Regions from separate parts of the Mus musculus genome. Here region 1 is linked to region 2. A link is a contact called in public HiChIP or PLAC-seq data. All regions are on one chromosome and are shown on one strand. The core of a region is the stretch at or near the end of the contact, and the rest is flanking DNA. Distances in the headings are between cores, read along the strand shown. Region 1 has its middle 140 kb from the start of Gm27217. Region 2 holds the start of Gm20098 (predicted gene, 20098).

Region 1 (4,605 bases), core at 92-2,591, 580 kb before region 2:
ACTAATTAATTTTTTTTAAATGTCCACAAGCTGCTGAGAAGCATGTGCTACGGGGAAACTGCTATAGCCATGCGCCATTCAAACCTGGGTTGTTCTATTGAACAAACAGGCAGAACAAAAGGGAAAGGAATCAGGGGATTGGGCATGGACTCTTTGGGGAGCTTTCGGCCAGGCACCTATTACCTGACAAAGAAACCACATGGAGGACACCTCCCAAGAAACAGTGAAGAAAAGGGAGGGGGAGCTGCTGAAAGCAATGACAGGAAGCCTTAGTTGTTTTGAAGTCCGCTACTTGGAGAAAAGCAAGCCATTCTTTTTAATATTGAAGTTTGGGCTAACTTAAACTGAAGTAGCCCTATTCTCTACTGACCTAGCTGTGCTTCTGACATGACTCATATTGCAAGTGAATGTGAGAGCATCAGAAAGCTTTGTTTGCCCTCAAGAGAAAAAGTAGTATATGAGCAATTACACCTGCATTTGTCTGCGAAATGGGTCAGTAGGTCAGTGTGTCTGCTGCTAAGACTGAGGGTCTGGATTCTGTCCCCGGGATGCATAGAGCAGAGGGAGAAGAATTGACTCCTAAAGCGGTCCTCTGACTTTAACATACATATCCTGGCACAGATGTGCATGCGCATGTTTTACATACGTTACATGTTCATAGGTACAATTAAAAAATAATAATTACTAAAGCTCTGTAGTCTTGATTCCTGGCAACTGACAATGTTGTCCAGGATTGGCAAGACTGCTTCCATTTCTACCCTGAATATTGTTTACCATGTAAAACTTCCAAACAAACTGTGAGGTAAATAAGAATTGTGGCCTGGAAATGCCTTGACAAATACAAAAGCTTTCATTCCTTAAATGGGATCCCTAGAACAGCATTGAGAGAGAATGTTTCTATACCTAGAATTGTATTACACACACACACACACACACACACACACACACACACACTCACACACACACACACACACACACACACACACACACACACATTGCATTCATCTTGTTGCACGGACAGCTACAATTTTTCCTTGATATTTAAAGTCTCATGTATGCAAGAGCAGATTCCTGTCAATGTCGCAGTAGCTTACTTCTCCATTGAATATGATCTTAAAGAGGGGAAAGTCTGTTTAAAGGGGCATCTTCTGGCAGTCGCCACTCTAAGCATGGTTCAACACCGTGAGGACCTGTGCGGGGGCTTTGACAGATGCTACATTAGACCAAGTGTTGTCCCATCAGGAAGTCAGATCGAATAAGTCTATTTGAGAATGGATGAAAGGGGCATGGGAGGCCCATCTGCGAGTAACTGGTCGTGTTGTAGGCTCTTACCCTCAAAGATGAAAATGCCTAAACGAATGAGCACAGTCTAGACTTAATTCTACACCAGAAATGCTCCCTCAGGAGATTATGAATGCTTTGACTTATGGAGTCTAAATACACTTCTGAACCCTATAATGAGAGCCAGACAGCCTTTCCCCCAAATACTCATTAACAACTTCAATTTTTTTTCCCTAAAATACGGACACTACGCTGTTCCAAAGGAAGATTTTTCTCTGCATAAGAGCAATGATGAGCACAGAACAGCTGGGTTCCGCTGTCTCCTCAATCTACAAAGCTTACACCATGCTAAAAATAGGACCAGTGACTGGAACCTGAAGGAAGGGTCTCCAAACCAGGTGCCAGTAGGTATACAGCAGGTTGCACAAAAGTCTAAGCATCAGGAGAGACTTTTCACCGCTCTCGATTTCCTGAACAGCAGTCCTGAAGCCTGGCCACAAGAGGGAACCATTGTTCAAATGTTGGAATCATTTTTTTTTCTTCCCCCTCCCCTCCCCGAGGAACTCAGCCAGCTCAAATCCCTCTTTAATGTAAGAACCTGATCAAAAGGCTTGAACAAAAAAGTAGAGACAGATGTGATCACGGACACAGTTCTATTTTGGATGGCTGAATGATCAGCTTTTAAATACCTGAGTAACCAAAGGTCTGTCATCCAGTAACAGAAACCAGAGAGGCAAGGCCTTGTACTGACAATAGAACGTCGGGCCTTTATTTTATTTCTTTCATTGGTTCTACTTTGTCTGAGCTGAGGAAAACTTTTAAAACCAAACAGCAAATATTAGAATGTAAGGAAACAAACAGAAATGCAGACTTTTAAGCTCAAGATTGTCTCCCGTCTGTAGCAAGTGATAATGCTGATCAGAAACGGGAGAAGGGCGCATGTGTCCTAAGGAGTTCTTGCTTGCAGCCCCGTGAAACAGCGCGACTGGCAAAATGCAGACTAATACGATAGAAGGCATACAGGATGGCTTCCTGGAGGTCGTGTGCCACCAGGCTGGCACAAATCCAGTTTCCCAACCAGAAGAAGGGCAGAATAAACTGGAACGTGCTTGATGCCAGTCGGGCTTTCATAGGAAAACAGATGACGGCTAAGATTATTAATCTTGACAGTTTCCTGATTTATTGGGATGTTGTCATCTTCTCCTTTTGTATAATTTGCCAAATGATCATAGTATTAGACTTAAGGAGGCAGCACCCAGGGCCCCCTTCTTTGGCATTTGCTTCAACAGTAAAACATGAAGGCTTGTTTTGAGGCAAAGGTGGACAAATTGAATTTTCACAGATGTATTATCATTTGAGAAATACCAAGTCATGTTTTATTGTGACTTTTGATGTAAAGATAGCTTTATATGTATTAATTATAGAAAACTGCTCCATTTATTTAATAAATATCAGGCCAAAGGTAAGAAATTTAAAATCGAGGTCTCTAGCAATCAAAAGCAAATGTTACTGCTTAGACTAGGATACTGATAAACAAAGAAAATAATCAGAAAATAGCAGCTAGGTTTAAAAGCCATTCCTCTGCACAGTGATTTCCCAACAAAACAACAACCTGCATGGGAATTCTTTCTTTGAATTGCTCATGTAAAATCACAGAAATAATTTTGAGCTACTTCACCATAGATTCAAAATAAGGAATCATTTGACACATTTTATAAGTGGTTGCCTTCACCAAAGTATTTTTTTATATTCTATTTTTTGTAATCCCTTGCATTTAAAATAGCAACAACAGAAATTAATCTTCAGTTTTTAAAAAGGAATTACAATTAAAGATATTTCCAACTAAAAAGAGACGTTATCCCCAAAACAGGTTTAGCAAACTATAAAATCTCTAAACTTAAAATGCTATAATTGAACCCCCTCCTCTTTTATTAAGAAAAGCCATGTCTGCACCTATGCTTTGAGACATATTATGCAATAAACAGCAATCAGCCTAAAGATGCCATATCAAACAAACCAAGTTTTGTTTTGCTAAACTAAGCAAAATTAGTTGAATGCCCTAAGTAATAGTTGCTGGTATTTTTTTTTCTAAATTATTTCTCCACTTGTTTTTGTGTCTATGCATAAATTAAAAATCTGCTGAAATTTATTATTCATCGGAGATGTAATTAATATGCAAAATTATGCAAATTAAGATGCAATTAGGCTTCAATTCTCTAGTGGAATTTTCCATTATAATTTAATACAAAGTAATAGAGTAATTGGTGTCACGTGTAATTACGGTTACTCACGTGTACTTGCAGACGTGCAAATGATGTGGTATATGTTAGTTACCCTATGCAAATGGATCACACAATCTCTTAATACTTGGGAATGAAGTAAACAAAGATGGTCTTCAAAAAAAAAAAGGGTGAGAGGGACCCCTCTTTATTCTCATGTGCTTACATGAGAACTGTGTGAAAATTGTATCTAATTTCCCTGCCTTTCTTTCTAAGAATTTTTAACTTGGTGTTGTTTGGTGCACTGTTTATTACTTTAGAGAAATAATTTCTAGTTAAAAAAATATTTAAATAGAGTCCTAATAAAGATTCTAATGCCGCATGGATGCTACCAGGGTGAGAGCAAGCAGAGCAGAGCTCTGTTGAGCCGGGCACAGGCTGTTTCTGCATCAGGCTCAAAATTCCTCGTCTCTCAAAGAATATCAGGGAGCCTGGCTTGCCAAGGGAATAATCCTTACATTTTCTTATTTCCTGATGACAGAGTTGACCAATTCATTTGCTTTGAGAGCTGTATAGAAGTCACACTGATTTTTTTTTTTCAAACTAAAAATTTGTTCCCTCCTAATGTTTAGAATTCTAGGGGAATTCCGTGTCATTTCTACTGTATGAATAAAGCATTAAGCAATTGAACTGCCTCATAATCCCTGTCACTACTGCAGCCGCTTGGTTCAAGCGACTCCTTCACCGACTGCCTATGTGTCTCTTCCAGGGTCCCCAGGGAGACTAGAATTGGTCTCTCTTGCGCTTGTCCTAAGCAGGAGCTGCTGCTTCTGATTTCTCCATGAGAAATGATTACCGCTTGTTTCAAAACACCCATGCTGTGTTGAATCCTGCACAGAAAACATTTTGATCTCGACACTTTCCTTCTCATAACTGAAGCACACACTTTAAGATGAGTATTTTATATTCTTAGCTCCAATTAACCTGAAGTGTTTCTCTTTCCGATGTCTCCCCCCCCCAACCCCCACCCAGTTGACTAAGTCTGTCTTTCTACCCCTTTGTAATAGATTCCTCCGCAGGAGGGGATGCATGTTATAATTTGCTA
Region 2 (4,514 bases), core at 1,809-4,308:
GACATAGGACAAATCTGACTGTTGAAGGAAAGACGACAGTTTTCTAGAGAAAGTAGGCCTACCAGGTGTTGAGTCTTCTGCAGGTGAGACACTGCAACCCCCAGGCAAGCTTTTCTTCAAGGAAGTATCTCAAAGTAGCTGTTTAGCTGCAGGGCAGTGGCAGTTGCCAATCTGCCTGCAGACAGGGGTTAAGAAAAAGTATTTGGTCAAGCACCTGGCTCACTCTGTAATTTATTGCTTGGGAAGTTGAGAAAGGAGGATAAAGTGCGTGCGCGCGCGCGCGCGCGCGCGTGTGTGTGTGTGTGTGTGTGTGTGTGTGTGTGTGTGTGTGTGTGTGTGTGTGTTTGTGTGTGTGTGTGTGTGTGTCTATGTGTGTGTGTCTGTGTGTGTGTGTGTCTATGTGTATGTGTGTGTGTGTGTGTGTGTGTGTGTGTGTCTGTGTGTGCCTGTGCCTGTGTGTCTGTGTGTTCTATCAAATAGAATTGGAGGGAGCAGAGCTTCAAGTTTATTTTTCTTTCTTATAGTTTCAAATTTCTACAACTACTGTACTAAATAGTTTTAAAACATAAAAATGTAAAGTTATTTCCAAGTTTGAAAAATGTCATAAATAATTCCATTATTTGGGAAAGTACTGACTGTTAATGCTCCAGTTTGTTTTCATCCAGTGTTTTTGATGTAAAAAAAAAAAGTATTTTTACAAAATAGAGCCTCATTGAACCTGGTTTTTTAACCAGCTTCCCTGCCTTCAATGGCATTAAATATTTCTCTAGTATCATTTTTAATGGCTGAATAGAGCCTGCTTGTTAAATATTTATGTCTTATCCCGTTCTTGTTCCTACCAAAAAAACTTCCATAAAAATCTTGTAGCTAAAATTTTACAAACATTTATGACTATTTTCTTAGCATGAATCCCCTAAAGTGAAAACACTGGTTTAAAGGTTTTATGCAAAATTCTAAGGCATTCAATAGATATGGCCAAACTGCCTTCCAGAAAGATTTTAAAAATTTACACTCTCACCAACAGCATATGACAGTGCCTCTTTTCATACCATTTTGCCAACACTGAAAAATAAGTTGTTTTTTTTTTTTAATCTTAAAAATCCAATTTTGGGACCGGGAAGATGGCTCAGCTGGTAAAAAAATCTTTGCCATACAAGCCTGACAATCTGAGTCCCATCCCCAAACCCATGTAAAAGCCAGATGTGTAATTCCAGCACTCCTACAGCCAGGATGTCAGGCCAGGGAAGGAGATCAGCTAATACTAGCAACAGAGCATCCTCCGGCTCACACCAAACCATGAGGCACATCACCAAGGTGGAAGGTGAGAATCAACTCCCACAAGTTTTCCTCTGACATTCACATGTGTGCTTTGTGTGTACATGCACACACAATAAATAACTAACTTTTCAAATCCAGCTTGTAGCATCACATCCTTCAGACCAGACTTGCCATGAACTTGTAAGCAGATCATGAGTGTAAACTCTGTGGGGATATGTAAAAGCAGGCAGCTGGCCTCCTTGGGATGGAGGGATGAGGACAAGACTTTCATTTCTAGTTGTAGACTTTCTTCTTAAAGTTTTTGTTCTTTGCTAATCAGTTACTTTAAAAGACCAGTCTTTTGGTTTTGAGAGTCTGGTTATCACTGTCTCTATTAAAATTTAAATATTACTTTTAAAAGTGTGCGTTGGACCTCTGTGCCTTCGAAGGTCAAGTTCAGCCTCTCTTGGAGACAAAGGGAGCCCATTACCATTACAGCCTGCGTTTCCTTCCCTCTTTGTTCATTCTAAAGCAGTGCGCTGTGACCGAAGGCAGGAAGGAGCCACAGCACACACACTGCGGCCGTCCAGCCTCACAGTGGATAGTGCACCCCTGAGTGTGGAATTTGCGTACCCCTCATTGGGAATCCTTGATCCATCTAAAGAACCATCAACTGTTTTGTTTTCAGAACAATACTGGAAAGAACCTATAAAATATTAGATTTTTTTTAGTTTTTGACTTTGAGCTCACCTATGGAAGGAGGTCTTAGTCAGGGTTTCTATTCCTGTGCAACATCATGACCAAGAAGCAAGTTGGGGAGGAAAGGGTTTATTCGGCTTACACTTCCATAGTGCTGTATGTACTAGACACCTCCCTACCCCTGTAAAAATCACCCTGCACCTTTTCTAACACTGCTGCTCTTTCTGCCACAACTTTTAAGACCACGAAGTGATCCAAACGCTTAAAACCCCTGTTCCTTTTTTAAGAAGCATGTGGGCTGCAGCAACTGGGGATGATCCATTCCCTTCGAAGAAAGTGATCCCCCGAGAAAAAGGGCAAGAATGGGGATTTACGAATGGTTTTCTTGTGTAAACATTGCCACACGACGTACCTCCGTGAAGGCAGTACTAACTATTGGTGTTCACAGGCATGTAAAAAAGTTTAAGGCTGCTACAATGCTAAAGGAAAAAAAAGAAAGAGTATAGCTGTGGAGATCAAAGACGATCAAACAATGAGAACCTCTGGCGTCTTAACAGTTATCAAAGGAAATCACACAGCTCTTGGAGCAGACAATGCTACTACTTCATTAGAAACGCACAACAGACAGTGTGTGTGGGGGGGAGGAACAGAGAGACACACAGAGACATAGGACAACAAAACATTAGTTTCTCCTCATATTTAACCCAGCATCTTTTCAAACATGTAATGACCTGCTTATTTTGCTGAGCGGAAAAAAAAAAAAAAATCACAGAACTCTTAAACTAAAAACTTCATTTCTGGGACCTTACCTAGCCGTCACCTTTTTTTTTTTTTTTTTTTTACATTCCCAAACTCAATTATAAAAAGTCCCACATTAACCATGTCTATTCAGTTCACACCCAGCACAACTTAGCCTGATATAATCAGGTCTATCAAAATACTAAATCGGTAGTTTCAGGTGGCTTACCACATTAGAGTCTTTTTCGGGACAAAAGAGGCATATGGAAATTTACAAAAGTCCACGGTGAGGTTGATGATATATTTACTGGAAACCCTAGCCCATCTGGGGTATATAGGTGTGTCAGATTTGAAGTTCAAAGACAGCTAGCTGTGTGGGGAGAACGAATTGAAATGGAACTACCCTTGAATCCACCCAAGGCTGTGCAGAAAACTCTACCACCTTCTCCAAACCTGCTGCAAGGATCTAAGGAGGAGCCAGTGGCTACTGTTGAGCCTCTGACCAAGGAGCTGGGCACACATGTGGCTGGTAGCTGGACTGCCGAACCTCAGGCTGTGTGATGAGAGGGCCATTGAGAGCCTAGATAATGACTGCAAATTTCTTTAACAGAGGGAGTTTGGGGGGCAGGAAGGCAGGGGGTGTTGTTACAGGAAGGAAGAATGGAGTCAGATAGGAGTAGGGAAATATTCTTCCCAAGAGAGCCTGTAGGCCAGATAACCAGAGACCCAGGCAGAGAGAGGCTAGGTGGGAGGCAGCTACACCTCTGCCAGATGCCACCACATCAAAAGAGGCTCTTGAGAGACCCAGAAGAGGAAACTTTCAACAACCCTCCACAGTGTCAGCAGAGAAAGTGTCAGGTTGACAGTCTGCCCTTGCAAGGACTACACCGTCTTAATCCAGTACCAGACTAACAGGCTTCTTGCGTCCCTCTGCCTCTCCCCTCTGTCCTCTGGGCCTCACAAACAGCCATTGGCAAGATGGGGGAAGAAGGAAAAGTATATAGAGTTTGGAGCTTTAAATGGGGCTTTATAGCCTCCAGATTGGAGACCCTGGCTGTAATGGCCAGGGACCTTTCAGTTCCCTAGCAGGGAGGACAGGAAGAATGCATGAACCTGCCCAAATGTTTAACCAAGGCAAAGAAAGCCACCACCCGAGCAGAGCTGAGGGGACTGTAGGGAAGAAACATAAATTTGTTTATTAAGGACTGCTACTATGCAAGGGTTCTCGTGTACCCAAGCTCTCAAAAATCAAGGATCTCTAAAAGGCAGACAAAGACATCTTTTTTGCTTTCTTTTGTTGTTTTTTTCGAGACAGGGTTTCTCTGTCTGTGTAGCTCTGGCTGTCCTGGAACTCACTTTGTAAACCAGGCTGGCCTTGAACTCAGAAATCTTCCTGCCTCTGCCTCCCGAGTGCTGGGATTAAAGGCGTGCGCCACCACGCCCGGCTCAAAGACATCTTTAAAAGGCATTGTGAAGTGACAAGCAACGAAAACAAACATGAGGGCCGAAACTGAATTCTGAACTTTTAAAGATATTGCTTGAGGACATTAAGAGCTTAGGATAGGTATAACCCAGACTTGTTCCTGTTCTCGGTGTTGTTGGTCAAGGAAAAAAAAAACAAAAACAAAAAACTACAGGGCCAAACATCTGTCTATAATCTTATTACTTGGGAGGCAGAGGTTTATATTTCTAGCTTCACCTTGATTTCAAGGTGAAATTGAGCTACATAGTGAGTTCTGGGCCAGTCTGGGATACACAAGGAGATCTTGTTGCAGCACACAAAACAAAATACAGACAATAAAACTCAGGACTGAGAAAGA

The links. HiChIP or PLAC-seq counts read pairs in DNA pulled down with a chosen protein or histone mark.
Region 1: an H3K27ac HiChIP or PLAC-seq map of double positive thymocytes shows a contact between it and region 2, with 8 times the contacts expected there. The contact joins two enhancer-like sites. A contact is called at or near these places in 1 of 15 datasets of contacts at CTCF or cohesin (large pre-B cells), 4 of 484 Hi-C or Micro-C datasets (CD4 T cells, CD8 T cells and double positive thymocytes), 5 of 115 datasets of contacts at active chromatin or transcription factors (CD8 T cells, T-cell acute lymphoblastic leukemia, double positive thymocytes and 2 more) and 1 of 9 other capture datasets (embryonic tail).

What each region holds. Positions count from the first base shown.
Region 1 is chr17:52,459,152-52,463,756 of GRCm38.p6, reverse strand. No RefSeq gene overlaps it. Among named protein-coding and RNA genes, the nearest start is that of Gm27217, 140 kb to the left of the region's middle. Within about 2 kb of position 1,341, at least 29 of the 459 cell types and tissues checked have an H3K27ac peak or open chromatin away from gene starts, as enhancers often do. A contact at or near this core is called in CD8 T cells, T-cell acute lymphoblastic leukemia and double positive thymocytes, where this site is marked.
Region 2 is chr17:51,878,390-51,882,903 of GRCm38.p6, reverse strand. Gm20098 (predicted gene, 20098) reads right to left here and starts at 177. Exons shown (of 3, transcript NR_045095.1): 1 at 63-177. Within about 2 kb of position 3,058, at least 35 of the 459 cell types and tissues checked have an H3K27ac peak or open chromatin away from gene starts, as enhancers often do. A contact at or near this core is called in CD8 T cells, T-cell acute lymphoblastic leukemia and double positive thymocytes, where this site is marked.